Regions from separate parts of the Mus musculus genome. Here all the other regions are linked to region 2. The links are chromatin contacts, called in public HiCAR-type and promoter capture Hi-C maps. All regions are on one chromosome and are shown on one strand. Each heading gives the region's core, a stretch centred on a gene start, on an enhancer-like site or on the middle of the called end of the contact. The rest is flanking DNA. Distances are from core to core; before and after follow the strand shown.

What was found. Promoter capture Hi-C pulls out the DNA fragments that hold promoters and counts their contacts. HiCAR-type assays count read pairs that join an accessible place to other places. Capture Hi-C pulls out chosen DNA fragments and counts their contacts.
Region 1: a promoter capture Hi-C map of adipose tissue shows a contact between it and region 2. The contact joins the promoter of Pcif1 here to the promoter of Ywhab in region 2. A contact is called at or near these places in 2 of 39 promoter capture datasets (liver and pre-B cells) and 1 of 9 other capture datasets (adipose tissue).
Region 3: a contact with region 2 is called in a promoter capture Hi-C map of liver, with 2.6 times the contacts expected there. The contact joins the promoter of Ctsa here to the promoter of Ywhab in region 2. A contact is called at or near these places in 1 of 39 promoter capture datasets (liver), 1 of 115 datasets of contacts at active chromatin or transcription factors (astrocytes) and 1 of 9 other capture datasets (liver).
Region 4: a contact with region 2 is called in a promoter capture Hi-C map of pre-B cells, with 7 times the contacts expected there. The contact joins the promoter of Acot8 here to the promoter of Ywhab in region 2. A contact is called at or near these places in 3 of 39 promoter capture datasets (liver and pre-B cells).
Region 5: a contact with region 2 is called in a promoter capture Hi-C map of pre-B cells, with 5 times the contacts expected there. The contact joins the promoter of Dnttip1 here to the promoter of Ywhab in region 2. A contact is called at or near these places in 4 of 39 promoter capture datasets (erythroid cells, liver, neutrophils and 1 more) and 1 of 115 datasets of contacts at active chromatin or transcription factors (large pre-B cells).
Region 6: a contact with region 2 is called in a HiCAR-type map of astrocytes, with 2.3 times the contacts expected there. The contact joins the promoter of Ube2c here to the promoter of Ywhab in region 2. A contact is called at or near these places in 3 of 39 promoter capture datasets (erythroid cells, hippocampal neurons and neutrophils), 1 of 484 Hi-C or Micro-C datasets (the G1E-ER4 cell line) and 2 of 115 datasets of contacts at active chromatin or transcription factors (astrocytes and large pre-B cells).
Region 7: a promoter capture Hi-C map of liver shows a contact between it and region 2, with 4 times the contacts expected there. The contact joins the promoter of Snx21 here to the promoter of Ywhab in region 2. A contact is called at or near these places in 7 of 39 promoter capture datasets (the C10 cell line, cranial neural crest, hippocampal neurons and 3 more) and 1 of 115 datasets of contacts at active chromatin or transcription factors (thymic regulatory T cells).

The regions. Positions count from the first base shown.
Region 1 is chr2:164,877,985-164,880,684 of GRCm38.p6, reverse strand. Pcif1 (PDX1 C-terminal inhibiting factor 1) reads right to left here and starts at 1,317. Exons shown (of 17, transcript NM_146129.3): 1 at 1,196-1,317. 4930445K14Rik (a long non-coding RNA gene) reads left to right here. Exons shown (of 2, transcript XR_003953757.1): 2 at 644-2,700.
Region 2 is chr2:163,993,879-163,996,578 of GRCm38.p6, reverse strand. It overlaps Ywhab (tyrosine 3-monooxygenase/tryptophan 5-monooxygenase activation protein, beta polypeptide), which reads right to left and starts at 1,382. Exons shown (of 6, transcript NM_018753.6): 1 at 1,214-1,382.
Region 3 is chr2:164,832,371-164,835,070 of GRCm38.p6, reverse strand. It overlaps Ctsa (cathepsin A), which reads right to left and starts at 1,298. Exons shown (of 15, transcript NM_008906.4): 1 at 1,221-1,298; 2 at 863-1,041; 3 at 640-751; 4 at 323-373; 5 at 147-233. The coding sequence starts at 1,274. Neurl2 (neuralized E3 ubiquitin protein ligase 2) reads left to right here and starts at 1,475. Exons shown (of 2, transcript NM_001082974.2): 1 at 1,475-2,372. The coding sequence starts at 1,631.
Region 4 is chr2:164,803,541-164,806,240 of GRCm38.p6, reverse strand. Acot8 (acyl-CoA thioesterase 8) reads left to right here and starts at 1,360. Exons shown (of 6, transcript NM_133240.2): 1 at 1,360-1,551. The coding sequence starts at 1,424. It overlaps Zswim3 (zinc finger SWIM-type containing 3), which reads right to left and starts at 1,127. Exons shown (of 2, transcript NM_178375.2): 1 at 810-1,127. The coding sequence starts at 964.
Region 5 is chr2:164,744,653-164,747,352 of GRCm38.p6, reverse strand. Dnttip1 (deoxynucleotidyltransferase, terminal, interacting protein 1) reads right to left here and starts at 1,338. Exons shown (of 13, transcript NM_133763.1): 1 at 1,195-1,338; 2 at 576-646. The coding sequence starts at 1,299. It also overlaps a transcript of Wfdc3 not described here.
Region 6 is chr2:164,768,482-164,771,181 of GRCm38.p6, reverse strand. It overlaps Ube2c (ubiquitin-conjugating enzyme E2C), which reads right to left and starts at 1,253. Exons shown (of 6, transcript NM_026785.2): 1 at 1,102-1,253; 2 at 788-815. The coding sequence starts at 1,202.
Region 7 is chr2:164,784,749-164,787,448 of GRCm38.p6, reverse strand. Snx21 (sorting nexin family member 21) reads right to left here and starts at 1,428. Exons shown (of 3, transcript NM_133924.3): 1 at 1,125-1,428; 2 at 594-751. The coding sequence starts at 1,383.

The DNA.
Region 1 (2,700 bases), core at 68-2,567, 880 kb before region 2:
ATCTCTTAAGTGCTAGAATTTCAGATCTGTGCCTTCACCCTCGACAAGATTTTATTTTTAAACGCACCCCAGATGGGACTGGGAGACAAGATGACACACTTTTGCACTTTACACAGCTTGAAAATGTTAACTTGGAACTTGTTAAGTGCTGGTAATAAAGCTACTTAGTACACTGACTGCCCGGCATATGTGAAACCTAGGGTTATATCCCCAGTACCACATACACACACATTAGAGCCAGGTGTAGTGACAGACGACTTTAATCCCAGCACTAAAGACACAGGGTTTCTGTGAATTCGAGGGCAGCCTGTTCCACATAGTGAGTTACAGGATAGCCAGGGCTACACAGAGACCCTGTCTTTTAAAAATAAGATAAACTCGCGTAGATAGGTGCAGCAGGTCTCTGGCCAAAACGCCAGCTCTGAAGTTGGCCAGACCCAAGTTCAAGGCCGTGCTGCCGTCCTGACACCTACGTCAGAACCATCTGACCCCTGCACCGTAGTCTAGCGTTCTGTGGACTCTCGCTGCTGCTCCCATTAAGTGACTGTTTTCACTTAGCCTGTGCCTTCCGGACCCCCACGCATACCAAAGTCGGAGAAGCGCAGCGTAGTCTAGAGACAAACAACTGTATCTGCGCAAGCAGCGGAACTCGGACTAGAAAATGCATCCGATTCCGGGATTGGAGGAACATGGGCGGGATCACATACCAGAGTACCAATCATAACGCCCCGGCTCTGGTGGGCGGAGCCACGCAGGCGCACAGACGGGAACCCTCCCCCACCCCGCTCCCAGCGCGCTCCCGCCTGCCCCTCCCGCAAGCCCAGCGGGGGCGGGAAGTCTGGCGCGCGCGCGCCGGCCCTTCGCCCGGGCTCCGCCCCCCGCCCTGCCGCGCGCTCCCGCCCCCGGGCTGAGGCGACTCTGAGTCGGAGCCCGACACAAAGGCGGTGGCGACGGCGGCAGCGGCAGCAGCGAAGGGACCCTAGAGGCCGCTCCGCCCGGGCTCTCCGGGCCCACTGCACTCACCCCAGCCGGCAGTCCTGCTGCCCACCCGCGGCTCTAAGATGGCGGCGACGAAAGAGACCGGGCGAGCGGCAGCCCCGAGCGGGAAGCGCCGGAGGGGCCTCCGCCGTCCTGCTTCGGACTCCCGGACCCAGGCGCGGCACGCAGCGGGACCGTGGCTTCCTGGGGCTCTTACCTGCCCGAAGCGGACTCGAGGGGATGCGGCCACACGTTCTGCTCGACCGCCCGTTTTGCCGCCTCCGCCTCGCCCTCCCCAGCGCCGCTGCCGCCATCTTGTGTCCCGGGCCGGGACTCCGCGCTGCGCATGCGTCGGTACCGCCTCTGAAGGACCTCGCCACGGCCGCGCCGCCATCTTGAGTGTGGCAACGTTGACTGGCTCCCCAGACCTTGATGGCTTTCGCCCCCACCCCCCGCCCCCAACTCCCCATTTTCCGGTTGATCTGGGTGGTCCCTTGTGGTCCTGAGGATGGGGAAAAACAGCGTTGCTATTCTTGAAACGTAGGTGGGAAGGAAGGAATCTATCGCACACCCCTGCCTCAGTTTCCCTGCCGAACGCATTCGCAGGGGCTGAAGATCTAGGACACTTTAGGGGGCACGAAGCTGGTCTAGAGTCTTCTGGGGGCTCTGGCTCAGTTGCCGACATAGGCGGAGCGGTGACGTAGGCCCTGCACGTTGGGTCCTGGCCTGCACAGTGCTCTGCCGCTTCCAGCTGGTGTCCTCTCGGGGCCTCTGCCCTCTAAGGGTCCTGGAATGTTAACTCTCTCTGCCTAGAGGCCAGGTGACGAAGACGTGCAAATCGAACCTTTGCGCGTTAGCAACCTGCTCACAAATTGCTCTTGAATAGTCGTAGCTTTTGGAGGAGTGCAAATAGGGTAGATGTGGCTTTGGGCAGTTGTAAAGTTGTGAAGGCTGCACACAGCTTAGTGGGAGACGCTTCTGCAAGGGGCCATCGTCGGGCTCCCTTCCGGAATTAGGCTCCTAGCTCCACCCACTTGTGGCCTCCTAAGGAAGCTGTTGCCCAGTTAAGGTAACTTGAAAGGAGGACAAGTTTGCCACCTGCTGCTGGACTAGCGTAGCAGATGGCCCAGCTGGTCAGCCTCTCAGGTCTATGACGCTGTCGGCGCTGGCTGCCCAGTAACTTGGAGCTGGAATGTTGGGAGGTCAGGAAAAATGGTCAACAATATAAACTAGTAAGAGTTGGAGGAGGATCTTGTCTAGTCTGCCCACAGACACCTGACCATCGACCCCAGGTGTGTCCATCTTAGGGATTTTTTTGTTCTTTTGGTTTTTTGATAGTTCTGCTATATAACCCTGGCAGACCAGGAACTCAGCAGTCTGTCTGCCTGCTGGGTGCTGAAATTAAAAGCATACACCATCATGCATCTCGAATCTTGGGAGACTGATAAAGGGTCACTAGTTTGAGAGGTCAGCAGGGCTACAAGATACTTGCTTTAAAAAGGAAAGTTTAACTTGGGAGGCAGAGGCAGGCAGATTTCTGAGTTCGAGGCCAGCCTGGACTACAGAGTGAGTTCCAGGACAGCCAGGGCTACACAGAGAAACCCTGTCTCGGGAAGAAAAAAAAAAAAAAAAAAAAAAAGGAAAGTTTAAAAGGGGAGTTGGTTAGGGGTGTAACTCAGTGTTTCCCTAACCTCTGACCCTGTTCCAGTTCTGGTTTTTGGT
Region 2 (2,700 bases), core at 133-2,632:
GAGAAATCCACCAAGATCCCAGTAATATTCGTATAAATTTCCAGCAGCTAGATGTGAGATGCTGAGTAAGCACGTGTTCAGTCCCATAAACTGTGTGTCTGTATGGTTTCACAGGAACACCTGAGATACAGTGAGAAATGTAATTTTCATATTCTCTTAAGCGCTACACCTTTCTGCACCGGCTCCCGGGATTTTAGAGATTTGTAACATCTTGCCAGATTCCACCTCCCACACCAGGCAAGTAAAATCAAGAGTCCAGTGCTATCTAGTCTCACCAGAGAAAATGTACTGAAGGCAAGGACATGAGCCATGCATTTTTACAGAGGTTGGCAAATTCTCACCAACGCTGCCACCTTTGGAATCCTCGATGCACGCATGTTCTCCATTTGCAACAGACCCAGATGCGCTCATCTTGCAAAAAAGGGTCCACATCTTGCCTACTCCTTCCTCAAACACTGAGGTTACTAGACAAATTTCAAACAATATATAACATATACACACACACACACACACACACATATATATATATATATGCCACAAAAAAGTGTATGGATGAATTTGGGGCATGGACACACGAGATTCTGGCAGTAAAAGACGACAAATATCAAGAGAAAAGACTCAATTCTCAGCCTGATCTTCCCCCACCCCATTGGGAATCCGGTTTGAGTCAGTGAAAGGTTCAGATAAATCCATTTCTTAATTCAAACCTCAACCCTGCTGTCAGGGAATCTCGGGTCCAGCTGGGTTTCCCACACCAGCGATGATGAAACAGCTTTACTGCAAAGTGGGAGAGGGATTCGCCCCAGCTGTCGCCAAGGTTAAACCCTTACTCATCCAGGGGAGTGCGGCAGGGGCGTCGCGGCTCGGGAACTCGCCCGCCTTCGACTAACATTTCAATTTTTGAAAGCCACAAAGAATGAGAGAGGTTGACAGGCCCAGAAGGATGGCTCGGGGCCCGAAGGGAGCAGGCAGGGGCGGCGCCGAGCAGAGATGGTGCCGGAGGGGGGGAGCCTGCGGCCCAGCGGTCCCCAGCCGCGCAGGCCTGGCCGCACCCCGTACGGCGCGCCGAGAGAGAAGCCCGGGCTTCCCGCGGAGGCGCAGGCCTGGCCGGAAGCGGGGAGGGGCGGCAGTAAGCCTGGCGGCGACAGTGAGCCTGGCCGCAGCCCGACAAGGGGCTTTGGGCTGGGGCCCCTGGGAGCCACGCCGCACTCACCGCGGAGGACTGGAGGGAGCAAAGGCGCTTCCGGGAAGATCAGAGGGCAGCGACTGCGTCCTTCCCGGGCTCACTCCTCAGGCGGGGCTGGCGGCAGCGGCGGTGGCAGCGACCGTAGGGGCAGTGGCGGCGGTGGCGGCGGCGGCTACCCGGCTCCGGAATCGGCGGCGGCGGTGGCGGCGGCGGCAGCTGCACTTCCGCTCTGGCCACCACTTCCGCTCTAGCCCAAGTCCCGCCCCACCCTGAGTCGATTCCTCATTGGGTGAATGAGGCACGGGGTTGCTCCGTCCTCCTGAAAAGGGCGGTGATAGCCAGGAGGAGGGGATGTCAGGGAGGACCAAGAGGGAGCGGTCGTGGGAGGACGCAGAGCCTGGGTGGGAGCGAGGAGGGGGCGGACGCAGGGAAAGGAAGTGGGGCGGGGGAGCAGGAAAAGGAGGAAGAAGAGAGGGCGGGGCCGAGGTGGCCGCCCCAGGGCTGGGATGTGTGAGAACAGGGCGGGCTCCGGGAGGGCAGGGTTCGGAAGCTTGGAGCGGTCTTGGTTGAGCCTAGGATCGTCTGTTCCTACCCAACCCTGAAAATAATTCTCACGGGGTCGGAGAGCCTAGCAGTGCTTTTAGCTGTGCGTTAAGGGAATGCTTGTAACTAAAGGAGAACAGACAGCCCTCCATTTTCAGTTAGTTCACCTTTCAGTCCTAAAAGGTACTTACTGTTCTTTTCCTAGACCAAGGACGCTTCATGAAGTACCAGGAACAGAACATTTCCAAGGTCTTAATAAAAACAGAAAAACAAAACAAAAAAACCAGTGTACATCAGTTCTTCGTTGAGATTCCCTGGTCCCCAAGTATCCTTCAAAGGGAAATCGTCAGAGACAGAACCCTGGGATCCCCAAACGGCTTTCAGTGTTACCTAAATTTTATTACTACTTCACTCAAGCCTGTTGACCCTTAAGTCTAGCCCTTCAAAATACCTCCACCACCACGCCTTCGTTCATTTCCCACAAATTCCGTGTGGCAATTTTCAGAGTGCTGGGGAGTACAGCAAGACTTGCGTCTTGAAGCTTACAGTTTTTAGAGAAAGAACAAAGTAATAGGCCTTTGTCATTTCTCCTTTTACCCTCACTTAGCTTAATGACAGACTTCAAATTCACCGCTTGACTCTCCAGCCCTGCCCCCATCAAGTACCAAATGATCTTTTCAATGTCATTCTGTGTCCGCTGCTTTGAAACCCATCGCTGATGGCTCCGACTTAATAGTTCCCTGGGCGAGACAATCAGAGCTCTGTCCTTACCCATTATCAGCACCCCAGTTCATTTATATAACTCCCCATCCTCCCAATGTACTGTTCCAGAATGAATAAACACTTTGAGTTAGCTGCTGTCTTAGCTAGGGTTTCTATTGCTGTGATGCTGGGGAGGAAAGGGTTTATTTGACTTACACGGCCAAATTATTCATTACCAAAGAAGTCAGGACAAGAACTCAAACAGGGCA
Region 3 (2,700 bases), core at 49-2,548, 840 kb before region 2:
TATTTTGTATAAGAGGAAGTGGACTGGTTGAGTTTACCAGAGCACATGACAGGGCTCAAAGTGGACTCTGAGGCCATGCTCTCCTCCTAATCAAGCCATCTCTGGGGAAACGGGGAATGGGGCAGGTGGTCAGGCAACAGACTCACCTCTGTGTCATTGGTCACGTACATCTTGTCATCCGAGTAGGAGAAGCCCACCCCAGCTGGGGACTCGATATACAGCACGTTGGCAATCTAGGGGGAGGAGGGAATGAGCAGAAGAGGGGGTCCCCAACCCTTCAAGTACCCAGACATCCCTAAGAGACCCACAGCTCCAGGAGTACCAGGTTCCAAGCATAGGGGTTGTACTCCAGGGTGACACCATCTGGCTGGATCTGGGGAGGAAAGACAGAGAGGCCTGTGAGGGTGCCGGTTAGCAGCTGGGTGGAGAGAAAGAGCCACAGTGCGTTTCCGTATTCTCACACTCCATGAGAGGTACGGAAAGTTAGGGCAAGGGCCACCACATAAAACAGAATTGTTAAGGAAAGCAAACTTAGGCCACAGGTTCCTTCTCCCCTTCCCCTTCCTGCCTTTTCCTTGAGCTGTCTCTAACTAGTCTCCTGCCCTCTCTCATGGGGGAGGGGGATAGTGGTCAACTCACCAGAAAGGGGCCGTGCTCTGTAAGCAGCCCATCGAGCGAGCTGCAGCCGGGACCCCCGTTAAGCCAAAGCACCACGGGGCTGTTCTTTGGGTCGTTCTGCGACTCCACAAACCTGGGAAGGATAGGAAAGGATTGGTGTGAGTCCAGGTCCTGCCTGGGGTCGTTAGAATTCGCTCGTCCAGTTATCATGCCCTCCTAGGAACTTTAGGGCCAAGCCAAGCACCAGTAGTGGAAGTGCTTGGAGTCCGATGCTCTGAGGTAGCCGGAGTATTGCCGGAAAGAGGGCTGCTTGGCCAGGCCGGGGAGACAATCGATTTCATCCTGGTCCGGAGCTGCTTCGTTCCGGGACGCCCAGGACAGGAGCAGCAACAAGAGCAGTGGAGACAGCGCGGTTCCGGGCATCTGCAGGAGGAAGCATCGGTGGAGGATGTTTGTTTACCAGTCCCCCCAGATCCCTTGCGCTTCGGTGCAGCAGTTCCTGGGGAGACGATGGCGCACATCTCCGGGAGAAGCCCCCGCTCGGATCCAACTCCGGGCCACAGAGCCACCTTCGCTGCCCACCAGTTTGGGCATCTCCGTACCTCTGCTTCCTTGCGTCCTTGCTCTCCAGGAGGCGCCTTTGGACTGGAAGTCATGTGTAGCTCTGGTCACGTGAGCATCTGCATCACGTGACAGTTTGCTCATTGTTCACTTTTTTAATCTGTGGGCCTGAGGGTCGGGAGTGGTCAAAGTGCGTGGCCCTGAAGGTTATTAGTCAGGGTGCCAGAGATCAGGTGATCTTGGTGTTGACAGAAGGGTTCCCCAGGCTCCTGGGGACCCCTTACTGGTGACAAGCGAGAAAGCGGCGCTAGGACCCCCAGGCAGAGCTGGGGGAAGTTAGAGAAGGGGGAAATGCCTTACATGGTTCATCCACCCCGCCCCCGCGGTCACAATCTGAGCCCGCTGCCCAAAATAGCCCTTGGCATGAGCTGCCCTGTTGCACGGCTTGGAGATGGCTGCTCCCTCCGAACACGTAGGACTGGGTGGCCCACGGAGCCCTGCGCGCCCAGAGCCCCCTCCCACCCGCTTCCACCAAGTGCATGGAGCCAACATCCGCATGGACCCCTCAGGAACGCGAGCCACACGCGTGGAGAGTTTCGCCCACGGTGTGTGCTTCAGTCGTGAGCCCCTGGCCCCCGGCCAGGTATTTCTAGTGGAAATTGAGGAAAAAGAGCTGGGCTGGTGCGGGCACTTACGTCTTGGCCTGACCGCTCTGGATCCCGCCAGTCTGGCCGCTGTACCCGAGTTTTCACTGCCTGACTTGGTCAGCCTTGGCCACAGTTGGGTCTTCGCTATCACACGCCACCACAACCGTGTGCCCCGGGAAGGTCAACCAGAAGCGGAGGCAGCGGTCCCCAGTGGTCCCCAAGCCCTACTGGTTGAACCCTATCTGCGCATCGAGCAGTTCCGAATTCCCCGGGACCGTCTGGTGGGCCGCAGCCGGCCAGGGCTTTATAGCCACCTCTTAGATCAGCTCTATGAACAAAACGTGCTGCCTCCTACAGCGCGCCGAAGCCGCTTGGGTGTTCTCTTCTGCCCCCGTGAGGATGGGACCGCCGACATGCACATCATCATCAACGGGGAGGACATGGGCCCTAGCGCCCGGGGGCTGCCAGCTGCTCAGCCCCTCTACGCTGTGGTAGATGTGTTTGCTTCCACCAAGAGCGTGCGTCTGGTCCAGCTGGAGTATGGCTGTAGGTATCCCACCCCTGGAGTGACCTTCTGGTTCAGTGTAGGGACGGACACCTGCTAGGACCCCACAGCCAGCTAATAAGGCCTTGCAACTAGTTTTGAAGATGCACGGTCTGCCTTGGGCACCAGCTTGTGATTTTACGCACATCACACCTTGGCTGTGGGCCCGCCTGGTATATTCATCTCCCCTAGTTGACTGAGACACCCTGCAGGTTCCTTTTGGTTTGGACGATGTGGATGTGGGCTTTTAAAAAAATATTTATTGCCGGGTGTGGTGGCACACGCCTTTGATCCCAGCACTCGGGAGGCAGAGGCAGGCGGATTTCTGAG
Region 4 (2,700 bases), core at 111-2,610, 810 kb before region 2:
TGTAGCCCTGACTGTCCTGGAAGCTGCTCTGTAGACCAGACTGGCGTCGAACTCACAGAGATCTGCCTGCCTCTGCCTCCTGAGTGCTGGGATTAAAGGCTTCCACCACCAACCCCCTTTCCCTGTATTTTTTTTTTTAAACCAAACTGATTTGTCTCAAACTCATGACCCGCCGGCCTCAACCTTTTCGCATTGGGCTTCTAAACCTGCACCCTTATTCTTTCTTTCAAAGAAAAACTAAAAGCTAAATTTATAGTAGGCTGTTTCACCTGAACCCTAAAAGCCCTGGCGTTTTCATCAGCTTTTAGCCCCTAAAGTCAAATGAGTCAGGGAGCTACCACCAATAATTCTGACACACAGCCCTGCAGAGTAAGAAAGGCACTCAGGGAGCACCACCTTGGATAAGGAAGGTGTTTGAAAACGGCTGTATCTGGAGCTCAAGAATCATTTACAAAATCAATCACCGAAAAGAACCAACCAACCAACCAATGAGCACCATTACTGCTTTGTAAAGAGGAGGCTAATGGAGGAAATTATTACTAAGGCGTTTCAATTCACTCCTCAACCAGCCTTGCGCTTGAGATAGATTCTCTCAACAAACAAATAAAACGGAAAAACAACAAGATGCAGTTACTGCGAATTCCCAGGAAAGCTCGTGAATGAAGGAGTGGGAGCAAGCGCGGCGGGTAGCAAAGGCCACGCCGGTGAGGTTTCCCTCGTTTTTCCGCAGGCACGGGGAACGTGGCTCCTCCATGCACGCCCTCCTCCTCCAGGCAGCCCTCCTCCCCACCCTCCTGCCCCGCCCTTACAGGATATCCTCGCGGAAAGAGGTGCCGTTGTTGAGGTTATGGAAGCGGACGGAGATGCAGTCCCTGACAATGAAGGAGCACCTGGTCTCCTTTTTGTAGGCGCTGAAACACTCCTTGAAGTCCTCGTAGGTCTTAAAGCAGCTGCCTAGCTCCATGGCCGGGGACTGGCCCTCCTAGAACCTAGAACCACGGCAGGGGTCAGAGGTCACTGGGTAACGGCTGGCACGGGCCCAGCTGCGGTCCCGAGTGAGTGGCTTACAGGGCGCTTGGGAGGAGCCCAGAACAGGAGGAGACCGGTAACAGCAACCTAGGGGCGACTTTGCTCAGTGACAGAAGAGGAAAGACGCTCATCCCTTATTATTCATCTCCAAGGCTCCGCCCCCTCGCTGATTCACCCAATCACACGCGGATGTCCAAAACTGACACAAATATCCTCCAATCTTAAGATAGAGCTAGCCGCGCCCACTCTGAAATTGACAAGCACATCGACCAATCACAATCTGCGTCTCGCTCCCCGGAGCCCTTGGGATTTCCGGCCCCTGGAGCGACCTTCCGGAAGCGCTGGGAGCCTATATAAGTTTCCGCGTTTCTCTCAACCGCAGCCAGCAGTGAAAATGTCAGCGCCAGAGGGTCTGGGAGATGCTCATGGCGACGCCGACCGCGGCGACCTTTCCGGGGACCTCCGTAGTGTGCTGGTCACGAGCGTGCTCAACCTCGAGCCGCTAGATGAAGATCTCTACAGGTAGCCGGTAGCGCCTCTGAACTAGGCTCGCACCCCTCTTTCAGTATAGAGTCGCGATTACTGCCATCTCCCTGTGAACCTCAGTTCTGGGGTTAAGAGTTGGATGCAAGCTCTGCTGCAGTTAGAAGGCATGTCCCTGGCATCCATCCTTGCTTCCTCTTCAGGAGGCGATCTGGGGGGTGGGGGGGGAAGGTGTGTGTGTGTGTGTGTGTGTGTGTGAGAGAGAGAGAGAGAGAGAGAGGGAGAGAGGGAGAGAGGGAGAGAGGGAGAGAGGGGACAGAGACTCCGCTACCCCACAAGGCAGCTTAATCTGGTAGACTGAGTGTGCGTGTGTGTTCGTTTGTTCAAGCCATCCCTTAATGTCTGGTAAGTCATTACTTATCTTTCACTGAAGTGGGTTTGTAACAATTTTTTTGTTTTGTTTAGAGACAAGATGTCACTAAATATAGTCCTGGATGACCTGGAATTCACTATATATATATGAATGGAGAGGGAGAGAATGAGAGAGAGAGTATATATATATACACAGCAAGTTGGCTTGGAACCCACAGGGATCCACCTTCATTTGTCTCTTAAGCGCTGGCAGGAGTTCACCACCAGGTCTAGCTGGTTGTCTTGTTTTGTTTTGAGACAGGCTTTCTGTATAGCCCTCCCTGGCTAACCTGGAACTCTGTGTAGACCTGGCTGGCCTTGAGCTCACAGAGGCCAGTGTATCTCTGCCTCCCAAATCCTGGGCTCAAAGGTGTGTACCACCATGCCTGTTCAGTGACAGTTCTGACCCATGCAGCCCTTACGACTTTATCAGAAGCTATCGTTCTTCCAGCTAGGTAATTACTGTCTTGGGCCAGGAGCGCTTTTCAAATTGTTCTGTAAAGAAAAAACTGACAATCTCAGGGTTGAGTGCTAGGACTCAGGGTTCAGGCTCCAGCACTGGGCAAGCCCTTTCACCTAGATTAATCTGCAGGTAGCCGGCAGCGCCTCTGATTTCGGCTAGATTAATCTGCATTCAGTTTCACAACCTCAGACTGTTTTTTTTTTTTTTTTTTTTTTTTTTTTTTTAAGGGAGTTATATGGGAAGTCTTGAAGTCCTTTTAGCTCTGAAACTAGTTCCTGGAAGAGCTGCCTTGTCATGGTTAAGGAGTGCCAGCA
Region 5 (2,700 bases), core at 89-2,588, 750 kb before region 2:
GAAATAGGAATTATTTTCCAAGTATTTTATGAAATATAATACACACATATTTTTTCTTTTCCTTTTTTAGAGACAGAGTCTCACTATGTAGTCTGGTTGTCTTGGAACTCACTACATAGATCAGGCTGGCCTTAAACTCACAGAGGTCTGCCTGCCTCTGCCAAGTATTGTAATTAATAAATGATTATCACTATCCCAGGTCAAAAATACAAGAAGAATTCCCAAGGCCCATCCCTTCCCCAGGCTGGATGCCCCATGTCAAAGCTGAGAAAACAGAGTCTAAGAAAAGCTAAAGGCTTGTGTTAACAAACATCTCAGTCTGCATTAGAACAGATGTCTGTAATCTTGAATTCACATCCTCTGACTTACAGACTTCAATCACGGAGACAGACTAGACGTTCATTCCTTCCCTGCTTGGTTAGGATGTGGACCTGACAAGGTGACAGGAAGTTACAGCCTCCCCACTCCTGTGCTCTTTACGGGCTGTTGATCTCAGACTCCTACAGTGGGGTTCCCAAAGCACTCACTGCAGTCCACACAACTGGATCTCAGGTCTCACCCAGGTCGAGCCTTACCTTGTGGTCATCTGAGATCGGCGGCCCCTTCGCTGCACCTGCCGATGTTTTATCATTATGTTCCAAGGGTTCTGTTGGGGACCAAGTGGGCAAATGTCACCGAGGCTTCTCATAGTGAGGATGAGGAGAAAGTGAGTATGGCGCTAAACCTAGACGTTCCTGCTTCTCACTTCTCCCACCTTGGGGTGAAGGGGAATTAATTCAGTGGCTGGAAGACCCTGTCAGGGTGGAGGAACTGGGAAAATGTTTTCTGTCACCAATGTCCAAAGCTCGCTTTTTCTGGAAGAGCAAGAGGAAGGGCAGCAGTGTTTACCTAGGGTCTACTATGAGGCGGGTGACGAGTCAGGGCGTTCTACCCGCCTTTATCAGCCCATCCCACCACAACTCCAGCAAGCTCGGGTTATTGCTGTTCATTTCACAGAAGAGAAACCTGGCGCTCAGAGGGTGTCACATCAGGCCCACGTCACCTAGCTACAATCTGAATCCAGCTTGTAGCGGCACTGAGAAAACGACATTCCCAGGGCCGCACGGCCGCCGCGTTCTTTCGCCCGCGGGCCCGGGGCCCGGGAGCCCGAGGCCCTGCCCGGCCCGAGCCCCGGCCTCGCCCGGGCGCCCTCACCGTGAGAACCGGCTGGCCCGCCGCGCCCGCGTCGCCCAGCTCCAGGCCACCTCGCTCCGCCCCGCCGGGGCCCCGCGGCTGCTCGGTGTCGCCAGTCGCCCCCATGGCGCCCCCCGGCCCACAACAACCTCAGCTCGACTCAGCCACCGGAAAGCGGCGCCGTGACGTCACGGGAGCGCCCGAGCCACCCGGCCGGAAGCGCGACGCGCGTGCGCCGTGGGGTTGCTATGGGAACCGAACTGCCGCCTAGGAGCCACCTCGTCTTTGGTGTCGGGGACGACGTTGAGGCTTCCAGACCCCTGGGAGACAACGGCTGGGGACCGAGTGTGGGTGTTCGGGGGCCATTCAGTCAAGGGACGAGGGCGGTGTGAGGGCAGCAGAGCATACACTTCAGCGGGGGAGCACGGGGCTTCGGATGAGGGCAGCCCGAAGTTCAATCTTTGAAAACCGCAGGAACATCTGAAATCTTAGCACAGCCTCCCCCGAATTGGAGTAGTCTGACTCAGGAACCGGGAAAGCCAACAAAAGAAGGGGTTGTTGGTGCCACCCTAAATACCCAAACACCTAAACACCATACTACTAGCCTTTGCGGGCTGCCGCTTGTGTCGAAAGGCATCAGAATGAAAGTTGGGTTTTGGCTTGTGAACTAGTCCTGTTGCAGAGAGCTGGCCTTCTCTCCCCTAGATGGTTGATTCTGGGATAGGTAGGGGATGAAAGGTTTAACAACTGTGGCGTTCTCCAGAGCTCCTCTTAGCACTACCTCAGAGAGGTAAGCTGTCTGTGAAAGAATTCGGATTCAGTTACGGGTGATAAAATAACTCTTCTCGGGTCACAAGAAGCAGGTAGTGTAACGTATATGAATTTTGTGTTAGGAAAGATCTAGATTCCAACCTGATGTGATATGATCGTTAACGTTGGATAGGGCCTGGTGTGATAACATAACCCCAACACCGAGGAAGGAAGTAGCTGTGGTGTAGAGCTGTCTCAAAGCCAAAGGCTAAGAACATTGGCTGTGGGACTGGATCGCTTACCGCTATTCTCCTGCATACTAATTGCACGGTCATTCGTCCACAGTTTCAAGTATTCCAGCCTGGACCATGTAACTAAGGATCTGCCTCCACCTCCACAATGCCGGTTCACAGGCATGCCACAGTCCACGTTTGGTTTATGTCGTGTTGGAAATTGACCCCAGAGTCGTCATATGGTTGATACTAGGGCTGGATTATTTTATGCAAAGCACTTAAAACTTTGGTATAAGTAACTCCTTAAATTATTCTAATATAATAGTAATTTCCAGCAACCGTCACTTAAGGACTTTTTCCTCTGAAATATTATTGTATGTATTAAAATACTGCATATAAAACACATATTAGATAATCAACAATGCCAGTTTTGTTCCATGTTCCAACGTCCACTTTTATTTTTTTAGGTTTACTTATGTGTATGAGTGTTTTGCTGGTATGCATGTATGTATGTACATCATTTATGTACCTGGTATCCGCAGAG
Region 6 (2,700 bases), core at 4-2,503, 770 kb before region 2:
GCAGCCATCTCAGGCTATTTACTTACAGGTTGGTACTTTTCCACCCTGACGAGAGACAATGCTGCTTTTGCAAGAAGCTCACCACAGCTGAACACACTCTAATATCATCCTGTTTTTCCCAAACACATCCTGGACTGGCTAAGTGTCTCCAGCTGCACTCCCCAGCCTGTGCTTATACACCTATAGTTGCCTTCCAATAAATGAGACTTGAAACTGTCTTGTCCCCATTCTTTGCATCTCTTGCCCCTCCATCTCCACTCTCTCTCTTGCAGACCCTGTTGACTGAACCTGTTGATTGACCGGGTCAATCACTGGGTGAGAGCCTGCACTGCCCGCAGCATACTCTGCCTCTGAATAAAGCAGTTAGAGCCAACTCTCAGGCTGATCGCCAGGCTAGGAGGCAACAGGAGGCACCTCCCGTGCTTCCAAAGTTTCCCTCCAAAATCTGGTTTTCACCAGGAATTTAAGTGTCACTAAAACATGCAGATTGCTATTTAGGGGTAATGTAGCAAAGGACGACCAGAGGAGAGAATTCGAAGGTGATGGGACCAGCAATTCCAAGAAGGGTGGGGCTGGGCAAGGTTAGAGCTGGGGCCTGAAAAGGTAAGCATCGATGAGCCCAGATAAGCCCGACAGCTGCGGAGCTCGTGACGGTGGGCGTTCAAAGGGCTTCCATAAGTGAGTACATTGCACCCATACTAGCAGGTGGCCTGAAGTAGTAAAGGAAGTTACGGATAACGGGGTGGGGGATGGGAAGGTAGGTCAATTGATCTTAGAACACACTTACCATGAGGATCATCAGTTCCTGCTGTAGCCTGCAAGGAGAAGTCGGGGTTACTCGGGGCAATGGATACTGTCGAGGAAATATATCACTTCCCACACGACTATCCTGTCGTGGAGGCCTTACCCCTTCTTCAAAGGCAGGTTCAGCTCTGGCACTCAATTAGAGGACCCAGGTGAGCCTTCGACCCCATGTTAACCCCAGCGCTCGCAGGGCAACCTATGAGAGCTGCCTGGCAGCGCCATCAGCCTTCCATTTCCTGCGTTCCTGGTACCCCCTCATTTGTCCCAAAGCCCCGGGGTGACCTCCGCACCACTCACCGCTTGCCCACAGGGCCTCGGGCGGCGCCCCCGCAGGGCTCGGCTCCTTTTCGAACCGCGGCAACGCTGGCAGCAGCTGGGTCGCGGTTTTGTGAGGCCATCCCAGAGGTACTGGCACCGAGACAGGAGTGTGGAGAGGAAAGGGCAACTGCGGGGCTGCGGGCCGCCGCCCGCGTTTGAATTGCAACCCTCCCGCTGCGCTAGCCAATCAAAGGCTCGCTTAGGTTTGATCCAGCCAATGGGACGCCCCGGAATGCTCTGCCCCTGCGCAACTGCTAGGTCCTCCCCAGTAACGCGCCACGATTGGACGGCGGGGCGTGCCTCAGCTAGCCAATTGGTGAAGAAAGCTGCCATTAACTAACGAATCGGTGGCGGATTGGTGGCCTTTGGACGACGCCGACCATTAAAGGGTCCAAGGACCGGTCCACGTGTATTCGCCGCCCCTCCCCCGCCGGGTCTCTTTGGAACCCCGACTCCTGTCGCTGGCCTGTGATTTGGCTGTGCAGCCAGGTATGAATTTGACTTCTTGATCCCTCCTGCTTTCACTGCCAAGTGTTGAGATTTCACGAACGAGTGCTCACACACCGGGCGGTGGTTGGACTTCCGTCCAAATTCGCTGGTCCGTCCAGGGACACGCCCAGCAGGGGGCACATCTTCTGGAATAGGAAGCATTTTTCTCCTCACCCTATTAAAATGTTAGTTACTTTGGGTTCCCAAGAACTTAAGCCGGGCGTGGTGGCGCACGCCTTTAATCCCAGCACTGGGAGGCAGAGGCAGGCGGATTTCTGAGTTCGAGGCCAGCCTGGTCTACAAAGTGAGTTCCAGGACAGCCAGGGCTATACAGAGAAACCCTGTCTCGAAAACCAAAAACCAAAAAAAAAAAAAAAAAAAAAAGGGGGGGGGGCCTGGAGAGATGGCTCAGCGGTTAAGAGCACTGATTGCTCTTCCAAAGATCCTGAGTTCAAATCCCAGCAACCACATGGTAGCTCACAACTATCCTTAACGCGATCTGACTCCCTCTTCTGGAGTGTCTGAAGACAGCGTACTTACATATAATAAATAAATCTTTTTTTTTTTTTTTAAGATTTTATTTATTTATTTATTATATGTAAGTACACTGTCGCTATCTTCAGACACTCCAGAAGAGGTAGTCAGATCTCGTGATCGGATGGTTGTGAACCACCATGTGGTTGCTGGGATTTGAACTCCTGACCTTCGGAAGAGCAGTCGGGTGCTCTTACCCACTGAGCCATCTCACCAGCCCAATAAATAAATCTTAAAAAAAAAAAAAAAAAAAAAAAGAACTTAAACAACCTAGGCAGGTGAGACAGCAGACTCCCGATTAGTAAACGTGGGTTCAGGGGGTGCATGCCTATAATTTCTTGGAAGGTGGTAACAGGCAGGAGTTGAAGGTCATCTCTAAGTTAGGTTGGGCTATATGAGAATGTACCTTAAAGAAACAAAAACAGGATCTGATGGTGCTCAACGCCTTTAATCTCAACAAAGGCGAGACCTCTGAGCTCAAGGTCAGCCAGGGTGTATGTAAGAGATACTGTCTCAACCCCAAAAAGCACAAAAAAGTTCATACTCTCCAGTAAA
Region 7 (2,700 bases), core at 179-2,678, 790 kb before region 2:
TTCAAGCATTTCAGATTGGGGAATTTGACACTATACAGCTACAGTTTTAATCTATCACAGTGCCAGACAATGCTAAGGTTTCCCTGCGCCTGGCCTCATTTACCTCCTATTATAATCCCATGTATTGCCTATTGCTCAAAAGAGGAAACTGGGGGCCACTGAGGCCACAGAACCCACCCAAGGGGAAGCCACTGGTAAACACAGGGGATGTGAATCAAGACTGGTCTGGATCCAAAGCCCATTTCCTTAATCCTGACCCATGCCACTGGGTCTCAATACTGTGTCCTGCTGCGGTTGACAGAAACCCACAGGGTACAGAAAGAAACACACATCAGTTCTCGTAACCTCAAGACTAGGACAGGAGGCAACTCCTAAGGCCACATTCTCAGTTTTAGAGAAACTAAGTCATTTGCCTGAGGACGTGTTCAGTTGACACCCATCTTCTCATCTGGTCTCAGTTCCCCCAGGTGTAAAATAAGGACATCCTTTTATAACTGCATGGCCACGACCCCCGCCCCAAAATCTGTGCTATTTCCTTTCTCTCAGCTAGACATCTAGACTCGCTGCTCAAGGGTTCCTGGAACCTCACTCACCACGTACTTGGAGGGAGGGTCTTTGACAACATTGGCGCTGGTCACCTCAAAGAGCAGCCTCTGTGGAACTAGGGTGTTCCGAGACTTTTTCCAGAAATCCTGCAGCTGGCGGGCCAGGAGTTGACTGCTCCGTTGTCCATCAGGTGGGGGACTTCGTTCTGCACAAGCACATGACCCGTCATTATGGGGGTGGCTAGCTCCAGAGTTAACGTAAACAAAATGCCATGACCTCATTCACAGAAGCGAGATGTGCTTCACCCCAGCGCCTGGCTTACAGTGGATGCTAAACCTCCACCCGAAGCAGCTAGCACACACGTTTGTTTCCCTGGTCCTGTGCATTTAATATCTACAAAAAACCCGAGATGGTGTGATTCCCATAGTGTTGTGAGTCAAGGTCACACAGCCAAACCGTGTCTGGAAGAGCTTATAGTGTCAATAGTTTCAGAGAGAAAACTCAGGATGCCCTCGGACCGCGTCCAGCGGGGAGGCCTAACCGAGCCCCGGGGTTCCTGTCTGTCCTCCCGCACTCGCCTGCGTCTTCTCCCGATGCCCCGTCTCCTGAGGGCGGCGAGTCGAGGCCCGCCTCGTCGTCCTCGTCTTCGTCGTCAGGGTCATCCTCCGCACTAGTGAAGCTGAGGGTGCCACTGAGGCGGGAGGACAGGCCCTCGGCGTCATCGTCCTCCAGCTCTGAGCTCTCAGGGAACTGCTCGGCCTCTGGGCCCGCCGCCGCCTCCCCGGGGCCATCGCTGGCCAGGGCGTGTCGCAGCCGGTGTAGGAGCCGCGAGGCCATGGCACCCAGGGGGGAGCGCGCCACGCTGGGTCCAGGGCTGAAGAGGGAGGGGACCCCCGCCCGGAGAGGGACCCGGGGGCGTGTCAGGGGCGTGGCACAAGAGGCCACGCCCACGGGCCGCGGCCGCTGGGGACGTGCGGGAGGCCGGCCTCTGCCCTGTTCCTCCCGCAGGCCGGGACGCGCCTCCACCCACCGCGTCCCAAGTGCGTTCGGGGCGGGCTCCCGGGATTTGGTGCAGCAGCCTGGCGGATTTAAGAGGCTCTCCGCCCAGGCAGCTCACGGCGCCGCCTCGCTGCTTCCTGCCGCCGCTCCGCCTCCGCCCCGCCAGCTCCCTCTCCCGGAGCTGTTAGAATCCCAAGCCGCTGCCTGCGGGAGGGACGCGGAGGGCAGCCGGGCGGGCCAAGGCTTCCCCCGAAACCCAGCCGGATCGTGGTGGCCGCGCCCCCTCTTGGACTCGCCCACCCCTCCTGGTCTCCTGAGGCCGCCCCAAGCTTTACCCCTAATCTCCATACAGTGCCATGTAACTTTACAGTGTAATTTCGCGGCATTTGGGAGCTCGGCTCTCCCTTGAGTGAAGCTTGAAATCCGGTTTCGTCCAGCCTAGGTTTTCTCATATGAAACAAGAATACTAATACTCATACTAAATTTTCACTCATACTAAATTTTCAGCTCTTGTAAAAACCCCAGTCCGGTGCCTGTGTGAGAAACCTAGCCCTTCCCAGTTTCGTTTGAACTTAACCTGGGGGAAGTAGTCAAAGAGGAAAACATCCAGAGAGGCTGTTACTTGTTCAAGGTTGCCCAGTTTGTCAGAGATCTCTAGCGTGGGAGCTCTTGAACTGATTTATTTTCCCACGCGTGCGGGGTTGCTTGGGTAATCTCTATAACTCTCTTGGAGAACTGCAGTTTATCTTTTACTGCAGGGTAGCAGTAGTCAGGAAAATGATTGCTGATCCCTGTCCCAAGGCTTACATGTCAGACCTAGCAGGCAGATTTGGCTAGTTAGACAATAAAACAAGTTATCTCAAAGGCCAGGTGTGGTGCTCCTGTGGCTCATGCCATTAATCCTAGCCCTGGCTCTCGGGAGGCAAAGGTAGGAGGATCATTGTGAGTTCAAGAACAGCCTGGTTTACTGTTGAGGTCCAGAACTAAATAGAGACCCTGCCTCAAAATTATCTCAGACAGTATCAAAATTAAGTATCTCCTATCCCCTTTTAGGGCGTGGGAGAGGGATGGAGGATATGAACGGAAAGACCTTCCTGGCCTTTACTGAACAGAAGGGTCTCAGATTTTAGCACTCATGGCGTCTTGTAAGTATTT